Regions from separate parts of the Zea mays genome. Here region 2 is linked to region 1. A link is a contact called in public Hi-C data. All regions are on one chromosome and are shown on one strand. The core of a region is the stretch at or near the end of the contact, and the rest is flanking DNA. Distances in the headings are between cores, read along the strand shown. Region 1 holds the start of LOC103627702 (E2F transcription factor-like E2FE). Region 2 holds the start of LOC103627708 (alpha-mannosidase I MNS5).

What was found. Hi-C and Micro-C count contacts between places; a contact is called where the count stands out from the background.
Region 2: a contact with region 1 is called in a Hi-C map of leaf, with 5 times the contacts expected there. The contact joins the promoter of LOC103627708 here to the promoter of LOC103627702 in region 1. A contact is called at or near these places in 3 of 25 Hi-C or Micro-C datasets (ear, leaf and tassel).

Annotation. Positions count from the first base shown.
Region 1 is chr5:214,005,730-214,008,812 of Zm-B73-REFERENCE-NAM-5.0, forward strand. LOC103627702 (E2F transcription factor-like E2FE) reads right to left here and starts at 1,580. Exons shown (of 12, transcript XM_020538689.1): 1 at 990-1,580; 2 at 763-883; 3 at 575-652; 4 at 418-483. The coding sequence starts at 1,171. It overlaps LOC100281101 (microtubule-associated protein TORTIFOLIA1), which reads right to left. Exons shown (of 5, transcript NM_001154020.2): 5 at 2,753-3,083.
Region 2 is chr5:214,242,321-214,245,912 of Zm-B73-REFERENCE-NAM-5.0, forward strand. LOC103627708 (alpha-mannosidase I MNS5) reads left to right here and starts at 2,183. Exons shown (of 15, transcript XM_008648017.3): 1 at 2,183-2,458; 2 at 3,437-3,479; 3 at 3,560-3,592. The coding sequence starts at 2,313.

The DNA of each region.
Region 1 (3,083 bases), core at 330-2,829:
CTCATCTGCTCTCAGGTTGCCCAGGGTTCAGAAATTTTCTTGGCTAGGATCAATGTTTCGATCTCATCTTAGCCATCAGTAGGCTGTGTACATTCTTATGTGCGGATCCTAGACATTAATACCGGGAGGGCAGTCATTATCTCCACGTCTGAGTTTTTTTTAAAAAAAAATATCAATATTTATGTTACCAGATAAGCGTTATTAAATTCTCCGCAGAACGTGTTTTCATAGTATACCTATCTTGCATTATAAATATTAAATAACAACGTTATATTCTATAAATTTGGTCAATTTTTGAATAGTTTGACTAGAGGCAGACCTAGAACTGCATCTTTTTCAGGACGAAGACAGTACAAATCGTTGTGGACCAGAATCAGATACATCAGTTCAAATGTAAGGTAAAGTAAGAGGTCGTACTGTGGCAGCAGATTGCTGCTCGGTTTGCTGAGAAGCCAAACCAGACTTGTCCCTTAACGCCCTTTCCTGAGAATTAGAAAACAAGAGAAATGACGGGTTAGATGGATGAGAGCTACAATTCTTGATCGAAGTATCACGCAGGGGACTAGACGCAGACCTTGAGTTCTAGCAACGCCATTGGGATTCCGCCGAAACCTATCCATGTGTAGCGATTCTTGGCTTTCCTCGAAAGAATCTTCTCACAAGGGAATTGAATAAAAACTAGAATCATACTTCATACCCAAACAGACCGCGCCAGAAATGAAGAATTCTGTCCCAGAAAGGCCGAAGAAGAAAAGAACTAACCCCGACACTCTCAAGCACATTGACAATGTCGTAGATCCGGCGCCTCTCCACGCCGAGCCGTTTGGCCGCTTCGTCCAGGCCGACGGACTCCACGTCCTCGCGGTTGTAGAGAACCACGAAACTAAAAAACAAGCATGGAGAACTGGGTCAGAACAGCAAGGAGAGCTCAGTAGCTACAAATGAAATTTCTTTCTAGACGTGTCGAGGCTGCACTGCAACAGGCTCACTTGGAGCAGAGGAGGCCGAGCGACTTGTCCTTGCGGCTGTACGCGTGGTGGCGGCCATTGGCGCCACCCGCGTGCATCGGCCGCGGCCGCGGCTGCGCCTGCTGCTCCTGCGGCAAAGCTGACGCCGCCGCCGCAGCTGCTGCCACCGCTACCTCGACGACGGTAGAGGAGGCCGCCACCATCGCCGTCGCCGATCCGCGTGAGGTGGTCGCGAGGAGTTTGCAGGATTTGAGTTCGCGTGGACGGTGCGGTGGTAGAGGAGGGAATTCCTGAGAGTGTTGTATATGTGGACGGATCTGACTTGTAGAAGGAGGTCGGAGGTAGGAGGCGCCGCTCCGGCCGTCGAATGGAATGTGACTGGAGGGCTTGATTTGGCGCGGTGGTGGCGGCCTGCCCGCGTTTCAAAATTTTCTCTGTCTGCTCCCGTGCGTCTGCCTCTGCCGTCGAATGTAATCTGGAGGGCCGTTTCGCTTGAGAGATCGGCTTGGCGTGGCTCGCAGGCGCATGGTGGCCTGGTGGGGGATGCGTGGCGTGCGTGAGCCGCGTGATGGCTTGCCTTGGGCAGTTTGAACTGAAATTTAAGCGGCTCACGCGCGCGGGCGAGCCGAGAGGAGGAGGAGGAGGAGGAGCGGGTGACCGGGCCGGGCCGTGGACCCATGGTGCCTGTGCGCGGATGCGACAGTCGGATTCGGAGGTTTTTGCGCGGTTGTGCGATTTTCTTCTGCTCATCGCGGCGGTCGCGCGTCTCGATGGGAAACGTGAACTCGTGACGGTTGACTTTTTGGCTTCAGTGATCTGCGGCGCCGCGCGCCCTCGCGCCAAACGTGAACTCGTGAGTTGCATTGCAACCTCCTCTCTGAATGACCGAATCGCAGTACTCCAGCCCTGTCGTACTGTGTCGTTGCAGGCGTTCCCTCCTGGCGCCTGCTGCTGCTTACCGTGCCGTCGGGCAAAAGCAAAGGGGCAGTAACTTGACTCCTGAAGTTCTGGACCTCCCTCATTCAGGGCATGACATCTATCTGCACTTCTTCAGCTGTTCGCTTATTCAGTTCTTCAGCTGTTAATTCAGCAAGGAACGCTGCGCCCTTGGCTCTCTTGCGCAACTACAGATGTGGAATGGACTTATCCATTCATACTATGGCAGATTGGCAGGTCCATGCGGCCGCTTTCTTGGGCCGTAGAGACGGGCCAAGTCATGTCCCAACTGCGAAATTGCAGTTTGTCTAGCAGCTACTCCCTCCCAATCTCAAGGTATCATCCGAAGATGTAGGGGGTGATTAGTTGCCCACATTCGGCTCAGCTGATTCAAGATCCTCGCTCCCAGACCCATGGAGCCTGGTCGGGGCGGTGCGAGGACGTGAGCACGGGAGGCCGAAATCAACTGCACAACCTTGCAACCAAAATTCCAGAGCTGCTAGAGCTAGACCAGGCTGAGAGAAGACAACCAAAAAAACCTTACACATCTCCACTCCAGCATGGCAGCCATGGGCCTGAATGTCTGTTTCCGCCGAGCCTGGATAGAGAAAGCAACTAATCAGGCCCGTAATAATGCCTTTCTTACTCGAATGGCCCTCCTTGCCCCAGATGCAGCTGCATGCAGCATGCTGTGAGTTGCTGGTTGGAGAACCATTGCAGGTTTGCAGTGGCAGCCGCAGCCCGCAGCTCCTTTTAAGCTGAAGCGAGTGTGTTTTATCAGACTTTCTTCTACCTCCTTATTTTTCTTCTTAATACTAAGGGGAAAAAAACACACTTTGGAATCATGGTAAAGAAAAGACGCTCGGGAACATAGAAGCGCTTTATCCGGCCTATGTACAAGACGCATCCATAGTTCTGTAGGATGGTGATACATTGTGATTATAAAGCTACTTGTTTCTCTAGTTACGATATGACTTATGACAAACACAGCGGTCGTTCTCATGCCAAAGCCAAACCCAGCGTAGTCCACGGCTTGGGGGGGTGCCTGATTGCGTCGGTGACAAGTGAGGCTGTCCGATAAAGAAGCCTCCCTCGCGCTCCACCACATGATGTGAATGCAGCTCCTCAGCTTAGCATAGTACTCAAACAGTTTAGCTTCGGAGTGACTCATACATCCAT
Region 2 (3,592 bases), core at 933-3,432, 240 kb after region 1:
CTGACATCTGCGCGCGCAGAGCGCGCATTAAATGCGCGGCAGAGAGCCGTTGGCGCGGAGATAGCCGTTGCTCCGGAGTCGCACCGGACAGTCCGGTGCATACCGGACAGTCCGGTGAATTATAGTGGACTAGCCGTTGGCGTTTTCCCGAAGCTGGCAAGTTCCTGAGGCCGACCTCTCTTGGCGCACCGGACACTGTCCGGTGTACACCGGACAGTCCGGTGAATTATAGCGGAGTTGCCTCTGGAAATTCCCGAAGGTGGCGAGTTTGCGTTGGAGTCCTCTGGTGCACCGGACATGTCCGGTGGTGCACCGGACACTGTCCGGTGTACACCGGACAGTCCGGTGATCCCAGACCAGAGGGCCTTCGGTTCCCACTTTGCTCCTTTGTTGAATCCAAAACTTGGTCTTTTTATTGGCTGAGTGTGAACCTTTTACACCTGTGTAATCTATACACTCGGGCAAACTTAGTTAGTCCAAATGTTTGTGTTGGGCAATTCAACCACCAAAATTAATTAGGGACTAGGTGTAAGCCTAATTCCCTTTCAGACATTATTGTCCCTTTTTAACTCAATCATCGGTCTCCACTCGAAATAGAGCACTATAAAACTAATAGATCCAACAAACTTGGAGGTATCAAATAGTCTCCAACTAATAGTTAGTCGGCCTATTCCAGCTAACAATGTTTTAACTGACTAACTATTTCCTCTAGAAGTTTTAAACATACCCTCCACTGTAAGCTTACATATCACTTCTCTCAAATCTACCTTAGCACATATCATGGTTGGATCCTATTATTATATTTGTCTTTAGTCGTTGATTATTAACATGTCTCATGCGAAAAACATGCATAAAAAATCTATACGATAGATATAGATCAGTGGATCAAACACAAGGGGGTGTTTGTTTGGGATTATAAACTGGCCAGATTATACAATCCAACAAATTTTAAACTAACACTTAGTTTTTAGTTCATGTTGGATTATATAATCTGGGCAGATTATAATCTCAAACAAATACCCCGTGAGTCGAGAAACGATGCAGAGATATGTATCAAAGAGAAATAACGAGAAACATGTTTGATTTTTCACTTGAGTAGTGTTATTCTCACGGTTTGTAATTTGTCGTCCTAGTTGGCGCCTCATATTTTGCAACACGCACTATCTTTAAATGTTGCCTTATCTAGACTTATTATACACATGTACAAAATCGTATACTCACTTTGTACTAAATTGTAATAATTTTTAGATCAGCTTCAATAGTTTTGTAAATTTAGGTCTCTAAATCACAACTTTAATGAGTTGCTAAATAACTTTAGGAGTAAAAAATTATAAGTTCTTCAACAACTCTCTAAATATAGGTTATAGTTTTATTTATGAATCTATCCATGTAAAAAATAAGTCACAAATATCAACAACTACCTTCATTGCCTACATAGTACAACCAATTTGTTTTTGGTTAGTGAGTTGGTAAATGATTGCCAAATGTAGAGAAGAAATTAGGTTAAATGAAAAATAGCTAAATTTAAAAAGTTCATTTAGAGAACTGTTGATAGGAGTTTTTAGGTAACTATCTAAATCAAGAACTTCTAAAGTTGCTCTTAGTTTTTTGTAGATATATATCTTTTGTTGTACACTTAAATATATAAATATATACTCTGTCTAGATATAAAATAAAAACAATATCTAGAAAATTCGAATTGTTTTATAATTTAAAACTGATGAAATACTTTTGAACATCAATGAATTAATCTATACTAGTCGCATGTTCTATATTCACAATATTTACAATATCTATCTTTTATAGAACATAAAAAATATGTATTTCAGTGGTTAGAAGCTAAATCTAGGAGAGAGAGGGAGGGTTAAGATTTGAACCCAAGTTTTGTGCTTATTTTTTATTTATTTCTAGTTGTGCACGGGGAGGAAGATGTATTAAATATAATCTAATTATAAAATGAACTGTGTTAATATTTGAACCCAAGTTCTATACCTATTTTTTATAATTTTCTAGCGGGTGCGTGGGAAGAAGATGTATTAAATATAATATAATTATAAAATTAATTATACAGACAAAGACTATAAATGACTACAGCGGCTCACGATTTGTACGAGCTCGTAAAAAACAAGAGGCATCCGTGGCCTCCTAGCAAATTCCGCTACGCAGCAACTATCCACGCTGTCGATCAGACCCGTCTGATATCTGAACTTCTGAGAGGAAAGGAACCCGATCTCCACCACGGCTCCACGACCACGAGCCCAACCGGGTAGCTTCTTCTTCGTCCGCTGTTACCCACACCGCGGGAAGCCTCCATGCGATCCCCTGGGCGGCGCCTACCAGCGCCGGCGCGGCTCGTCGCGGCTGCCCTCCTCCTCGCAGCTCTCACCGGGGGAGCCGTCGGCGCCGATGGGTACGGGCGGGCGAGGAGGGTGTACATGAAGAACAAGGTCCTGGAGATGTGAGTACTCAGCTGCCACGTGCTTCATCCCTCCCGTCTTCGGCTCTTCGCCGTTCATAATCTTTCTTCTGTCGGATCTTGTTGTGTGCGCCTGGGTGGTGTATCCAACCGACGTTGTCTAGAGATGTTGTAAACACGAAGCCTAGCTCTTCTAATTTGACGAGTTCTGAACTGAAGTTGTAAAACGAATCCTTACAATGCTAATCTTTTTTATTTGTTGGGTCAAATGCCAACATTTCGAGCTCACTTGTCTCTGGCCTAGGATTGGACCATTGGAGTGATACAGATACACCTCGCAAGTCGCAACAAAATTTCCATGCCAACGTGGTTGGCAAAATCTGATAGCACTTTGAGCTTAGCTTCTAGTACCACTGTTATTTGACGTTCTTTTGTTCTTTCTTGGATGGTTAGCTTCTTATGAACTGAGTTGACTTTAAAGCTCTTCCATATTTATGTTATTAAAGATGAATAGACTGTAGAGGTTGGTAAAATTGACATCTTCAGTTTTATGCTTCCAGGGCAGAGCACTGTTGCATAGCCTCTCAGGAAATCTATCTTCATGGATCATCGATGCTATTTACAGTGATATGTGATAGGCTGGCATATTTAGTGTTGTCAATCAAGATTCAAGGGTTCAGCATAACCTAGCCACATTAAAGCTGCTAACTTTTGTATTGTTGCCGCTCTCAAGATTCAGTGCTGTAAGCAATAACCCACAAGGGCGTGTGACAGGGTGCCCATGCGTTACGACCCATTCTCTTTGTTTCAAATTATAAATCATTTCGGCTTTTCTAGTTACATAGCTTTTGCGATGTATACGTACACTCTATCTAGATGCATAACTTCCGCTTTGTATCTAGAAAAGCCGAAACGACTTAAATTTGAAACGGATGGAGTATCTAGGAAGCCTAGGCTCTTATAGGTCTTAGCTTCACTGCGTTTTTTTTTTTGGTATTGATATACTTCCATTCCTTTCAGGTTTTACCATGCCTATGACAACTACATGACTTATGCATTCCCTGTATGTTAGCAGCCATCTTACTTTTGTTCAATAGCTTATTGACTAGCACGAGCTAATGTTCTTTCTTGATACCTTTTCAGCATGATGAATTGAAGCCTCTTACTAAAAGTTTC